Regions from separate parts of the Sus scrofa genome. Here regions 2, 3 and 4 are each linked to region 1. The links are chromatin contacts, called in public HiChIP or PLAC-seq maps. All regions are on one chromosome and are shown on one strand. Each heading gives the region's core, a stretch centred on a gene start, on an enhancer-like site or on the middle of the called end of the contact. The rest is flanking DNA. Distances are from core to core; before and after follow the strand shown.

Evidence for each region. HiChIP or PLAC-seq counts read pairs in DNA pulled down with a chosen protein or histone mark.
Region 2: an H3K27ac HiChIP or PLAC-seq map of alveolar macrophages shows a contact between it and region 1. The contact joins the promoter of PLD2 here to the promoter of C12H17orf49 in region 1. A contact is called at or near these places in 1 of 47 Hi-C or Micro-C datasets (liver) and 1 of 2 datasets of contacts at active chromatin or transcription factors (alveolar macrophages).
Region 3: an H3K27ac HiChIP or PLAC-seq map of alveolar macrophages shows a contact between it and region 1. The contact joins the promoter of SLC25A11 here to the promoter of C12H17orf49 in region 1. A contact is called at or near these places in 2 of 5 promoter capture datasets (fetal liver and liver), 2 of 47 Hi-C or Micro-C datasets (heart right ventricle and skeletal muscle) and 2 of 2 datasets of contacts at active chromatin or transcription factors (alveolar macrophages and skeletal muscle).
Region 4: an H3K27ac HiChIP or PLAC-seq map of alveolar macrophages shows a contact between it and region 1. The contact joins the promoter of MED11 here to the promoter of C12H17orf49 in region 1. A contact is called at or near these places in 3 of 5 promoter capture datasets (fetal liver, fetal skeletal muscle and liver), 2 of 47 Hi-C or Micro-C datasets (embryonic fibroblasts and liver) and 2 of 2 datasets of contacts at active chromatin or transcription factors (alveolar macrophages and skeletal muscle).

Annotation. Positions count from the first base shown.
Region 1 is chr12:52,417,720-52,420,802 of Sscrofa11.1, forward strand. C12H17orf49 (chromatin complexes subunit BAP18) reads left to right here and starts at 1,270. Exons shown (of 6, transcript XM_003131935.6): 1 at 1,270-1,504; 2 at 1,709-1,803; 3 at 2,412-2,513. The coding sequence starts at 1,484. It overlaps RNASEK (ribonuclease kappa), which reads left to right. Exons shown (of 3, transcript XM_003358238.4): 2 at 304-380; 3 at 765-1,157. The coding sequence ends at 906. LOC102161115 (a long non-coding RNA gene) reads right to left here. Exons shown (of 3, transcript XR_001300001.2): 3 at 2,456-3,083.
Region 2 is chr12:52,086,515-52,089,982 of Sscrofa11.1, forward strand. It overlaps PLD2 (phospholipase D2), which reads right to left and starts at 1,290. Exons shown (of 25, transcript XM_021067789.1): 1 at 1,128-1,290; 2 at 494-603; 3 at 274-404; 4 at 41-183. The coding sequence starts at 602.
Region 3 is chr12:51,969,527-51,972,680 of Sscrofa11.1, forward strand. It overlaps SLC25A11 (mitochondrial 2-oxoglutarate/malate carrier protein), which reads left to right and starts at 1,268. Exons shown (of 8, transcript XM_021067766.1): 1 at 1,268-1,529; 2 at 2,132-2,284; 3 at 2,371-2,577; 4 at 2,764-2,854; 5 at 2,938-3,028; 6 at 3,115-3,154. The coding sequence starts at 1,435. It overlaps RNF167 (E3 ubiquitin-protein ligase RNF167), which reads right to left and starts at 1,285. Exons shown (of 10, transcript XM_003131906.4): 1 at 972-1,285; 2 at 331-834; 3 at 168-248. The coding sequence starts at 414.
Region 4 is chr12:52,150,590-52,153,839 of Sscrofa11.1, forward strand. MED11 (mediator complex subunit 11) reads right to left here and starts at 1,614. Exons shown (of 3, transcript NM_001244823.1): 1 at 1,471-1,614; 2 at 1,155-1,285; 3 at 1-471. The coding sequence starts at 1,555. The coding sequence ends at 334.

The sequences.
Region 1 (3,083 bases), core at 20-2,519:
GGAGAAGTGCCGATTCCCCTTGACCTCCTCCGCGCTGTCCCATGATAATGACGCCTCCAGAGAGAAGGATAATCTGGGTCCCTCACTCTTCCTGCCCTTGCCCCAGCAAAGTCTTCTTTATGTCACACTCACACCCTATTCCGGGTGACTGGAGCCCAAATCCGGCAACAACCATCCCTAATCCCAGGTCGTTTTGGTAATTCCCAAACCCAGATGTTGTGGCAACATTCAAAGTGGGAGGAGTTTAGGCGGTGACCCGTCAGGTACCTGAGGTTCAACAAGCTACCCTTTTCCTTTTTTCAGATAATGCTCGGAATCTTTTTCAATGTCCACTCTGCTGTGCTCATTGAAGACGTTCCTTTCACGGAGAAAGATTTTGAGTAAGTGGAGAGGCGGCAGCGGAAATGGTCAGAATTATGGGTGGGGAAACTGCAGAAAGTGGGATGCTTGGGGCCAGGAGGCCAGGGAACTGGGTGCGGAGAGTTGCTCTCTTTGGCACACAGGAGCAGTTTTGGGTCAGACCTCAGCGACCATACTAAACCCACCACTTTGGGGCGGCTTCTTTAGTTAGGCATTTTATTTTTCTGGGCCTCCGTCCACCTCTGCAAAGTGGATACTATACTAGAACTCACCCCATAGGGTTATGAAGATTGAAAAAGATAACACACGTAAAATCTTTTAGAACGGTACCTGGCACATAGTGCTCAGTAAATGTTGGCTGCTCTTAATGTTTCTGACATTTCTCTACCTAATCCCACCCCTAGGAATGGCCCCCAGGACATATACAAGCTCTACGAGCAAGTCAGCTACAACTGTTTCATCGCCGCGGGCCTTTACCTTCTCCTCGGAGGCTTCTCTTTCTGCCAAGTTCGGCTCAATAAGCGCAAGGAATATATGGTGCGCTAGAGCACCACTGCGTTTCCCCGCTCCAGCCCCCTCTTCTATTTAAAGACCACCCGGTCAACCCCGCCCCCGCCCCGCCCCGCCCATTCTGGAGCCCTCTGCGGACTGGGTTTCCCTGGCTAGAGATGGAATCCCTTGTTCACCAACCTCGGGAGACTGCCCCCAGTGGAGGGAGGCTAGGGCTGGCCGTCCCCTATCCCTCTGGCCCTCTTGCCATGTCCGGTTCCACAATAAAAGAGAAACTGCTCTCTGAAGCCTCCTGTGTATGCTTGGGCTGGGGGGCGGGCACCGGGGCGGGAGATCTGCCTCCAAATAGGGAGTCCGACCCCTCGACGGAAGTGGAATGCAGCAGAGCCGGAAGTGAGGCGGTGTCTTCCACTTTCCTTCCCTGCGCGCGCGGAGGCGACCTAAGTAACCGTGGCTAGTGAGGCGAAGAGCGGCCGAGCTGGAGCCAATCAGCTGCGGGAAGGGGCGGGACTTCCTGCGCGGAGGCCGGAGCCGTTCGGTCTCCCCGCTCTCCGTGGTCCCGGCTCTGGGCTAGCGGCGGCGGCTGCGTCTCCGTGAGGAGGCGCGCGGGGCCATGACGTCAGCGTCCACAAAGGTTCGACCTCCCTCGCGGACAGCGCTCCCTGGCGGCCACGGGAGGGCGGGCTCTCAGTTGGCTCCCGGCTCTTCCGTCCGGGGCGGGGGCGGGGGGCGGGGGTGGGGTGGCGGGCGGGAGTCCAGCCTGGGGTGGGGTTAGGGGCTCCGGGCGGGACGGCGCGGGGGTGTGCGCCGGCCCCCCGTAATGCTGCCCCGCCCCCAGGTCGGAGAGATCTTCTCCGCGGCGGGCGCCGCCTTCACGAAGCTCGGGGAGCTGACCATGCAGCTGCATCCCGTGGCCGACTCATCCCCGGCGGGGTACGTGAGCCCAGGCTGGGACGTGGACGCTGAGAGCGGACGCTGGGACTCGGTCACAGACACGGACACTCTCTAGGGCCGGGACAGATGTTAGTTTCCCTTTGTGCCTGGCACAGCGCAGAATAGGTGTTAATAAATGATTGTTGCATGAATGAATGAATGAATGAAACACAGACTGAGGCTCACGATCCGGACTCATTTCACAGCTCTACCCTGCTGCGAACTAGCAGACTGTAGATCACCACCACTCCCCACCTACCCCAATCATGTGGCATTCTGTCAAACTGCTGCAGACTGTGTTTAGGGGTTCTGTTTGTAAGATTCCTACTTTTGAATGCTGTTTACAGCAGCAGTGTCACGTTGGGGGGGGAGGGTTTCTTCTAAGGTGGCGCTTGTTGCAATATTGTGTGCTTGGGGGGTCCTCAGGGTTCCCACGGGACCTTTTTTTTTTTTTTTTTTTTAAAGGAGGATGTCTTTGTGGACCCGTGGGAGGGGCCCCAGGCATTGAGGGGAGGAGGCTGGTTGCTGTGGAATGCATGGCCGGTGGGCTGGCTCCACACCCCTCCTCCTCCTCCCACTTTGGCAATTCCCCTCTCCCCTTCTGACAGTGCCAAGTGGACGGAGACGGAGATAGAGATGCTGAGGGCTGCTGTGAAGCGATTTGGGGACGATCTTAATCACATCAGCTGTGTCATCAAGGAACGGACAGTGTGAGGGAGGGTTGGCTGGCAGAGAGAGGGTGGGTGGGCAGCTTTCTTCCTCCATGCCCGTTGCTCCGTCTTCCTCAGAACGCCCAGCTCAACATCTTTCCTACTCGGTTGCTAGTTTTGTTAGCATTCCCTCGAGGACTGAAAGAGTAAAAGAATTGTTACAATTGATCAGAAGTTAACTAAAATGCTCTGGCAGTCAGGCCCTTACAAGAATTGGATTTTAGGTTGCCTGAGCAATCGAATCTGGTGATAGGAGTTCCCTGGTTATTTGTACAGATCTTTCGAGACGCTCCTGCGGTGTTTCCAGCGGTATTAGGATTCTGAACTAGCAGATCAGGATAAGTCTCAGGCTACCTGTCGATCACCCAGGCTCACCTGGTAGCTTCCACACATCCAGTCATCCCTCCCAGAAGAGAATTAGGAGCTGGGCCTGTCCCACGACTCAGCCGAGGGACTCCGCTCTTCACGCTCCATTGGCCCTAAGTGGCTGCACAGCTTCAGAAAGATCAGAGCCTGCCCAAAGCGCTGGGACCCTGGCCTGCATTCTTAGGACGGGGCGCCCCCGTGTCC
Region 2 (3,468 bases), core at 40-2,539, 330 kb before region 1:
GCACCTGCCCTTCCCAGGAGGCAGTCTGGTCCCCCCTCACCGAGCCAGTGGGAGCAGACTCATCAAGACTTTGTGTCTCAGGAGGTCCCGATGCAGCTCTTGAAAATGACGGAACTTCTTCTTGGTTGTCCAGGTAAAGTCGCCGTGAGTCAAGCGGACAGAATAGAGGGTGCAGGTTCCCACCTGGGGGGGGGGTGAGGAACTGAATGCTCATTCCCTGGATGGGTGGCAGCCCCCCACTCCGACCAGCCCTCCCCTGCCCCCTCCAGCCACCTTGGATCCACTGGTGTATCTTTCAGTGCCCACCACCTGGGCTATGACAGGGACCCCAGGGGCAAACACCAGGGGGTGCATTTTCAGGGGCTGGAGGTCGTAGATGGCCAGAAAGGGGTGCATCCGGTCAGCTGGCAGGAAAGAAAGCAGAAGAATGTGGACCCCAGGAGGTCTCAGCGCCCTCCTCCTCCTCTCCTCCGGGGCTGTCGTCGGGGTGTACCTGGGTCCTCTCCCTCCCTCAGAGTGTCCATCTCATCCCGCTCCATCTGTAACTGGCTCGAGTCCAGGTCATCCCCAGACGGGAAGAGGCTCTCGGGGGTCGCCGCCATCCTAGGAATACGGGGAAGCTTCGGGAAGGCGATCTGCTCTGCAGAACCCTGTCTCCCATCCCATCTCACGGTCCTCCGTCTCCCGTCGGTCCCTCATTTCCCCCCACCCGGCTCCCGCTGACACCCATCCTCTCCCTGATAATGGCCCATCGGTCTGCAACGCATCTAATCTCCATCCCTTATCTCGATCCTTCATCCAGAATCCCTGAGCTCCGCCTCCAGTCCCCTAACCAGCGTGCCGAGGAACACCCGGCCAGGCCCCGAAGGAAGGCACAGCAGAAGCCAGGGGAGGGACCCCGGGGGTTGCAAAGGGCCCGGAACCGCCGGGATTCCAGCCAGGCCAAGCCAGCTGGAAGAAGGGGTCCAGGCGGGAATGAGGAAGTTACGCGTCCCCGCCCGGGAGGGAAACCCCGAAATCTGAGCATGGGGCTGAGTCCGGAGGCCCCGAAGCCAGGACCCACTCCCGTTCCCGCCCTGTTTCCCGGGCCCGGGACCTCCGCGGCGCCCCCTCCCAGGTCCCCTCACCCGGGCAGCCGGAGCCGGCGAGGGCGCGGCTTCGCAAGCAGAGGGAGCGGTGCAGAGCCGGAGCGGGAACCCACACCCCAGCGGGCCGGGGCGGGGCGGGCGCTCAGGGCCTGCCCCCGGGGGCGGGCCGGCCTCCGGCCTCACCTCCGCGGGATTCTCGTCCGGCCTGTCCCGCCCCCGCCGCCCTCGGCCCGCCCCGGCGTCCTTGCGCGCTACCGGGGACTGGGGGCCGCCCTCTGCGCCTCGGGATCGCGCAGCAGGCTCCGAGCATCCGCGCGGCTCTGTCCACCCGGCTGTCCCGCGCCGTCGATCTGCACGTGCCGGGCCGCAGCCCTGTGGGCGCTCGGCGCTGCGCACCCTCCTCCGCGCGGGCGCGGGCCCCCGGGGTCCCCTCCGGCCGCCCATCCCGCCTGGGCCTCTGGCCGGACTCACTTTGCAGAAGCGACCGGAGAAATGCCCGGGCCGGCCCAGCTGGCATTTGCAGATGGAAGGAATGATGGAAGCCTTGAGGACTGGTGGCCACTAGTTCATTAACGTACCCAAGTTTTCTTTCATTCATTCCTTATTGCACGCTTGCTCTGCGCCAGACACTGGGCGTACAATAGTGAACAAGACTATCACAGCACCTGCTCTTCTGGAACTTACCGAAGAGCAAACAGGAAAACAGGCTATTTTTCAGGTTACAAAAGACAAAATATTTCATTTTTTAAAAAGTAGATTTATCTCTTCTGGATGGAGGAATGGGTTGATGGATATTTCTTGATAGACATTTGGGTTGTATCTAGTTTTTGTCTATATGACTACAGCTGTTATAAACATTCCTGGGTAAGTCTTTGTGTAGATATGTCTTCATTTCTCTTGGGTAAATAGCTAGGAGAGGAGTTGCTGGGTCATGTAATTGTATTTTAACTTTTTAAGAAATGGCGAAACTCATTTGATTCCTAATTGTACACATTTAAAATATAGAGACAGTGAAGAAAGTGTCAAACGAAGACTATTTTTTTTTTTTTCTAGGGCTGTACCCATGACATGTGGAAGTTCCCAGGCTGGGGGTCTAATCAGAACTGTTGCTGTGGGCCTACACCACAGCTGCAGCAACACAGGATCTGAGCCAGGTCTGTGACCTTTGCTGCAGCTCATGGCAATGCTGGATCCTTAACCCACTGAGAGGGGGCCAGGGATTGAACCTGAGTCCCCATGGATACTAGTTGGGTTTGTTACCACTGAGCCACAACTAGGAACTCCAGGGCTATTTTTAAGTCGCCATTAAAAAGCACTTTTTGGAGTTCCTGTCGTGGCGCAGTGGTTAACGAATCCGACTAGGAACCATGAGGTTGCGGGTTCGGTCCCTGCCCTTGCTCAGTGGGTTAAGGATCTGGCATTGCCGTGAACTGTGGTGTAGGTCGCAGATGCGGCTCGGATCCCGAGTTGCTGTGGCTCTGGCATAGGGCGGTGGCTACAGCTCCGATTCGACCCGTAGCCTGGGAATCATCGTATGCCGCGGGAGCGGCCCAAGAAATAGCAAAAAGACAAAATAAATAAATAAATAAGCACTTTTTTTTGGAGTTCCCATTGTGGCACAGTGGTTAACGAATCTGACTGGGAACCATGAGGTTGCAGGTTCGATCTCTGGCCCTGCTTGTGGGGTAAGAATCCGGCATTGCAGTGAGCTGTGGTGTAGGTCGAAGATGCAGCTCAGATGTGGCATTGCTGTGGCTGTGGCATAGGCTGGCCACTACAGCTCTGATTAGACCCTTAGCCTGGGAACTTCCATGTGCCGAGGGAACAGCCCTAGAAAAGGCATAAAAGACATGCCCTCAGTGGCCTGTGGAAGTTCCTGAGCCAGGGGTCGAACCCACACCACGAAGTTACCCAAGCCCCTGCAATGACAATGCCAGATCCTTAACCTGCTGTGTCACAAAAGAACTCCAAAAGAAAATAACTTTTCAAATAAATGAAATATTTTAAAATGGGGGGATTGCCAAACTGTTTTTCAAATGGTTGTTTTGTTTTAAGTTTCCAGAATCTATGTATGCTGGTTCCAGCTGTTAGGCTGCATGATCAATATTTGATATTTTTAATCTTTTTAGTGTTACCCATGCTAATTAGTGTAAAATAGTACCTCGTTGTAGTTAGTGTTTCCCTGATTAATGATTGACCATGTTTTGGGTGCTTATTGACCATTTGTATCTCTTTTGTTAAGTGTTCAATTCTTGCCCCGATTTTTTTTTTTTTTTTGCTTTTTAGGGCCGCACCCTCAACATATGTAAGTTCCCAGGCTAGGGGTCGAATCAGAGCTGCAACTGTCAGCCTATGCCATAGCCACAGCAACACGGGATCC
Region 3 (3,154 bases), core at 18-2,517, 450 kb before region 1:
ATAAGGCTCAGAGTTCTAGGAGTAGACTTTGTCTCCTCCCTCCGATTCTGGATTCCACCAGGCCAGATGTGCTCTTGCGCTAAGTTCCTAACTTGACTCTTCTACCTCCAGCTTCAATCATCCAAGAGGGAAAATTTTGGGAAACAGGAAAAAGGGAAGAAAATCACCTGAAGTCCCTCCTGGCTCAAGGCAGCCCCAAAGAGAGCTGGGAGGTCTGCAAAGTCCATGCTGGCATTGTGGTCCGAGATCTGCGGCAAGAGTCCATGTCTCTCCTTTAGCCTGCAACCTCTCCCCTTCAGCGCCCTTCCCCCATCTGCCCCTCAGACTCACCGCTCGAATAAGCCCCTGGCTGGGGGCCACTCCCCACAGCACAGTGGCCACAACCACAGGAAGCGGGAAGGCCGCAGGGTGCATGGCAGCGGGAGGGGAGAGGCGGAGGAGGCCGCGTCCCGATAGCAGGAGCAGAAGCGGAGTTCTGCGCCCTCTCTGGCCCTTCCTCAGGGTCCCAGGGGTCCAACCACCCCCAGGTCCCCCTTCTCAGCTACATGGGGACGAGGGGAAGGACCCCCGACTCGGGGAGTGAGATAGCCAACCCCCTTAGTGGAGCCGGGAAGGCGACACTAAAAATACCCTTTTCTGGTATAGGAATAAAACGGGGGAAAGGAACAGAAGCAAGCCCAGGTGACAGAAAAACTTCTGGAAGGGTGGGGGGAGATCACGGAGGTGGGACTTCCGGCCAGGTGGGCCGTATTCCCATTCCCTGTAAGAGGGTTTCCGGCAAAGAAGGTCAGGCCGCTTCCAGCATTGGACGCTCCAGACGAAGGACTTCCGGTCCTAAAAGTCCGGTTAAAAGAAAAGATTAGAGGTGAGAGGAGTGCCTGTACAGACGAAAGGAGCACCGAAGCCCCAGGCAACAGCTTGGTTGTTTCCCCTCTAGTGCCCAGGATCCTGCAACTGGCTGGCTTACAAACCTCTCCGCCTCCCTCTGGCCGCCGCCACTGCCGCCGCCGTATCTTCACGTCTCGCGAGAGTTCTCCCACACACATCCCTCCCACCTGCTGAGAGCTTCCCGTACCTACCGCGAGGGACTGCCTAACTCGGGCTAGTCTAAGCTCACGAGATCTCGCGAGATCTTCAGAAACCCTCTTCTCTGTGTTCCCGCGACTCCAATTCGATAAAAATTGCACCTATGCTCTGGCTTCCTAAATCAGCCACACCCCTTCCCGCACCCATTCTGGAAGCTCCTCCTTCAGCTCCGCCTTACTCCCGGCTGCCCTTGCGCTCGCGCCTGCGCCAACTTCCAGCTAGCGCTGGACCTGAGAGCCGGAGGGGTGTGCGCGCGCGCCCTCGCCCCTGTTGCGCGCGCAGTGTCACCTTGGGCGCGAGCGGGGCCGCGCGCGCACGGGACCGGGAGCCGAGGGCCATTGAGTGGCGATGGCGGCGACGGCGAGTCCCGGGGCCGGTGGGATGGACGCGAAGCCCCGTACCTCCCCTAAGTCGGTCAAGTTCCTGTTTGGGGGCCTGGCCGGGTAAGCTCAGGCCCCAGGGATGGGACAGGAGGAGGAAAGGACGGATGCAAGCAACCAGGCCCGGCTCATCTTTGGATCTGTTAGAGTGAACCGAGCCGGCACGGGGTCAGCGCGGTCCCCGTCGTAGTGCGAGATCCATGATGGGCTACCAGGATCTTTTTACCCATCGCAGGGTCCCTTCTGGGCTGCATGCACGGCTCCTGCCGGGCCGCCTGAGTTTCCCAACCCATTGCTTGGCTCTGAGGGGCTGTTTGGGGTTCCAGGTCATTGCATGGCTCCTGCTGGACAACGTGGGATCCCAGGTCATAAGTGCCCACCTCTCTTCTTTGGGTCCGACTGCATGCAGTCCTGGGATCCCTGCTTGACACCCTTGGAGCTGCATGGAGCACTTTTCTTGCATGGCCCCTACTGGACCCCTGGACTTTTCAGACTTATTGCTCTTGGTACATGTGGAGACTCTTGTACACATGTCCGCCAGCCTCCTAAAACTTGGTCAGTCACATGGCAGACCCTGCCCTTTGTGACCTCTTGTTGCCAGGTTCCAGGGGGCATTGGTAGATCTGGAACACCTGGCACTTGACTCCACCCCTTTCTTTCCCCAGGATGGGAGCAACAGTTTTTGTACAGCCCCTGGACCTGGTGAAGAACCGGATGCAGTTGAGTGGAGAAGGAGCCAAGACACGAGAGTACAAAACCAGCTTCCATGCCCTCACGAGCATCCTGAGGGCGGAAGGCCTGAGGGGCATTTATACAGGGTACTGGGGCCAGATGATGGGGGAGGTAGGGTGTGGGTTGGCAGCTCCAGACCTTGGCTTGATGCACTGACCCTTTCGCTCCCCAGGCTGTCAGCTGGCCTGCTTCGCCAGGCCACCTATACCACCACTCGCCTTGGTATCTATACCGTGCTGTTTGAGCGCCTGACTGGGGCTGACGGTACACCCCCTGGCTTTCTGCTGAAGGCCCTGATTGGCATGACTGCAGGCGCAACTGGTGCCTTTGTGGGAACGCCAGCTGAGGTGGCTCTTATCCGCATGACTGCTGATGGCCGGTGAGTTCCAGGTTTGAGCCTGACCCCAGCTCCGTTCCCTAGAATCTCCAGTGAAAGACCTGATTTCTTATCCTAGAGCTGGAGTACAGCATTCACCCGTTCACGGCCTTCTGGCCTCCTTTTCTTCGCTCCTGTGGGGACAGGGTGGTCTCTCCTGAATTTGGCCTCTTCCTGCCTTCCCGCCAGGCTTCCACCTGACCAGCGCCGGGGCTACAAAAATGTATTTGACGCCTTGATTCGAATTGTCCGGGAAGAAGGGGTCCCCACACTATGGAGGGTGAGTGAAGGGGCTGGAGACCTGGGGGGCGTGGGGGTCAGGTCTTGGGCATTTCTGACTCCACCCCCCCACCCCCACCCCAGGGCTGCATCCCTACCATGGCTCGGGCCGTCGTCGTCAATGCCGCCCAGCTCGCCTCCTACTCTCAGTCCAAGCAGTTTTTACTGGACTCAGGTGAGACTCAGAGCCAAACCCTTAGCTCCCCGCCTGGCCTGAGCCAGCTCCCAGCTGACCGCCACCCCCTGCTCCGCCTCCCCCAGGCTACTTCTCTGACAACATCCTGTGCCACTTCTGTGCCAG
Region 4 (3,250 bases), core at 364-2,863, 270 kb before region 1:
TTCCAATGAAGAAGAATGTGTCTTCATTGGCCCAAGTCTGTGGGGAGCCTGGGGCAGGGACATGAGGAAGTGGGTTCAGTGTCTGATTCTCCATCTCCTGTCTGAGCTTGTCAGCGCCTGGTGAAGTGCCCGGCAGGGGCACCCTGCTGGAGTAGCGAAGGCACAGCCGTGGGTGGGCTTGGTCTTTAAGTTTCTCCATTCCCACCTTTTGCTCCCCTTGTCCTCCTAGCCTCTGACCAGCTGGGCATATTCAGGGCAGCCCTGCTTCCATCCTCCAGGTTCTGTGTCGGGTTGCAAGTGGAGCTCTCCCTCCAAGCTTTTCACCTGCCCAGCCTAGTTTTCCAGCATCTGCTCACAGGTTCGGGCCACCTCATTGAGCTTGAGACGAGCATAGTCCACTCGCTTCAGGGCCATCTGACAGTCCTTCCTTGAAGAGTAACTGGAGCCCTCATGGGGCTGCCCTGTGGCCACCTACAGGACATTCAGATTGATCAATGAAGCACCCCTTCTCTTTCCCATCTCCACAATCAGGCATCAGGTGCATCAGGTCTCATTTTTTCCCAGAGTTTGAATTTGCTATGCCATATGGTAACTGGATTACCTGGGGGGCATCACTGAACTTCGCTTAGCCTCATTTGTAAAATGGGGATGACCATAACTACTTCCCCTAGAGTTAGGGGAAGTCAAATAGTTAAGTAGTTAGAGTTATAGGACTCGATAATGCAGAGTGTTTGGCACATTGTAAAAGTTTAGTAAATAGTGGGTGCTGCTATATTGATGTCAGACTCTTTCAATCCTGTTCCTCTGCTCAGGCGGTAGCCATCTGGGACCCCATACCCTTGATCAAGTTTCGAAGGGAAAATCCTGTGGCTTTGACACGGTTTACTCGCCCCCTCCCAGGGCTTTTCCATCCAATGGCTCAAGTGATGCAACTCCGTGACGCAGGCAGGGTCCGCCTTTAATCCTTTCCTTTTAGAGGAAAAGGCAGGCGCTGGAAGGGAGGGGCCCTGCCAAGGTCTTCCGGTCTGCTAGGTAAGGCGGGTCTTGCCTGATTTCCGAAGACAAAGCTAGGCCGGGAACCTCAGAAGGGTAAAGGCTAAAACAGAGAGCTGGGGGGAGGGAGGGCCACGGAGCACGTCCCACCACACACACACCTGCGTGAGATAGCGGATCTGAGCCGACAGCTCCGCCTCCACGTGCTGCACCGACGCCGTAAAGGCCGCTGCCTGTCGGTCTAGTAGCCGCTCATTGGTTTTTTCCTTGGACAGTTCTAAGATCACGGTACCTGTGGGATTGGAGAGAGACCTAGGGCGGGGATAGTACAGCCCCGCCCCAGGGGCAGCCCCACCTACTCCTGCTCGCTCCGCGCGCGCTTAGGATCCCTCCCAACCCGGCTCCCAGTCTCCGGTCGGCGCATGTGCACACAGTTGTTCTCGCTCCCGCTCCCCCTCCGGTCGTCGTATCTCGAACCTGCATTCTGAAGAATGGCTCCAATTTCCCGTTCGATGTCTTCTAGGGCGCGTAACCGCTCGTTCGCCAGGCTGTAGGTAGCCATTGTCACTCTGGGACAGGACTTTCTCCTTTTCCAAAATGCGACGGAAAAGTGTCCGGAAGTGGCTGTCGGTTTGCGCTTGCGCGGAAGGTGCTCGTTCGCTAACACTACAGCTCCCAGGATGCTCAGCGCGGTCTCGGCCTTCTCCGTTCTTCTGGCGAACTACAACTCCCAGGGGCTCCTGCGCGTGGTCAGGTCTGCCCCCGCATCGCTTAACCACCTGTGGTAAGAGGCAGAATCGAGATATTCCCCAGCCTGAGGCCATTCGAAGCTGTCCACTTTCACACTGCCTTGTGGTCTGTGTTTAATTTCTTCTACAAGAATTTACTGAGCGTCTTCTGGGTGGTAGGTGATGAGGGTGGGAGCTCTGGGGTATTCCAGACTGCGCAGCCGTGGACCCTCTGTCTGCCTATCCCACTCCGCCACCTATCGGGACCTGGGGAAAACTGAACTTGGTGAGTGGTCCTTATTCGCCCTAGCGCTTCCCCCACTTCTGGAGCCCAGCTGAAACAGACTGTCAGTATATTCTGAGAAAAGTTGGTCCATTTTCCCTCTCTGCCTATTATGGGGTTGACCCTGGCTACAGAGCTGAATGAGGTGGACGCTTAACGTGACAGTGGGATAGGTGTTTTATTAGAGATACGCCCAAGGGTGTATCTCTAGGAATACAGAGAAAGGATTCTGGAAGGAAATGCTGCTTTTACGGAGTCTTAAGGCTTAACCGGTGCGTGAGAGGTTGAAGTGGATGACGGAAAAGCCCAGGCAAGCGCGAGGTGCTGTGAAGGGGGCTGGAACATTAAGTAGGGCGTTCAGTTTAGGGTGAATGAGTGTGGTGGTGGGGAGGTGTGATGGGGAGACTGGGCTGGGGAGCCACATCGGGAAACAGCTTGCAGGCTAAGGAATCCTGACTTTATTTTGAAGGCATTTGGAGCCTTTGAAGGATTTTCAAGAAGGGTGCTCTGACCAGCTTTACCTTTTAAGAAAGATCAATCTCGAAAGTTTATGGAAAATTGAGAATGAAGCCAGTTTGCACAGGGTGAGCAAACGAATGGGAGACTTTCAGTTAAACTTCACTTCTTTCTTAAATCCTAATAAAATAGCAATAAGGGGATTTTATAAAGGGGTCCAGGAGAAAGAGAGAGGAGTTAATAGCAAAGCTTTAGATAGAAATCGGAAGGCAGAAGGGTACATGGTAACTGACTTGGCAGTGAAGTGGTAACTAAGCCAGCAGTGAAGAAAGCTTAGAACCAGCCTGATGTACCCTTAAATCGGTGGCACACAGCAGTATATCTGGGCTGTAGGTAGTATTAAAATTAGGAGGATAATTTGAAGTAGTTAGACGCCCCCCCCCATCCCCTCCTTTACTTCATATATCTTGGACACTACTCATCAGATTGCTGGAAGTTTCTTTGTTGGAGTTGGAAGACAGAGAGTCTTTGGCATGGAGGGCACCTGGGCCCGAGTGTGTTGAAAACAGAGATTAAGTGAAAGTTTAACTAGTGGTAGTTTCTAGAACTCTGGAAACCAGACTTATACCTTCTATGTAAGAGACTAGAAGACTCTCATCGGGAGAATTTGACTATTCAGAGAAAAGACCCAAGCGTAACGTCAGCGGTTCTCCAGGCAGTTAGCCGGTTTGCCCCATAGTGAAACCTATAGTTGATAAGTCCCAACTGTGTCCATAGATCTAATCACCCT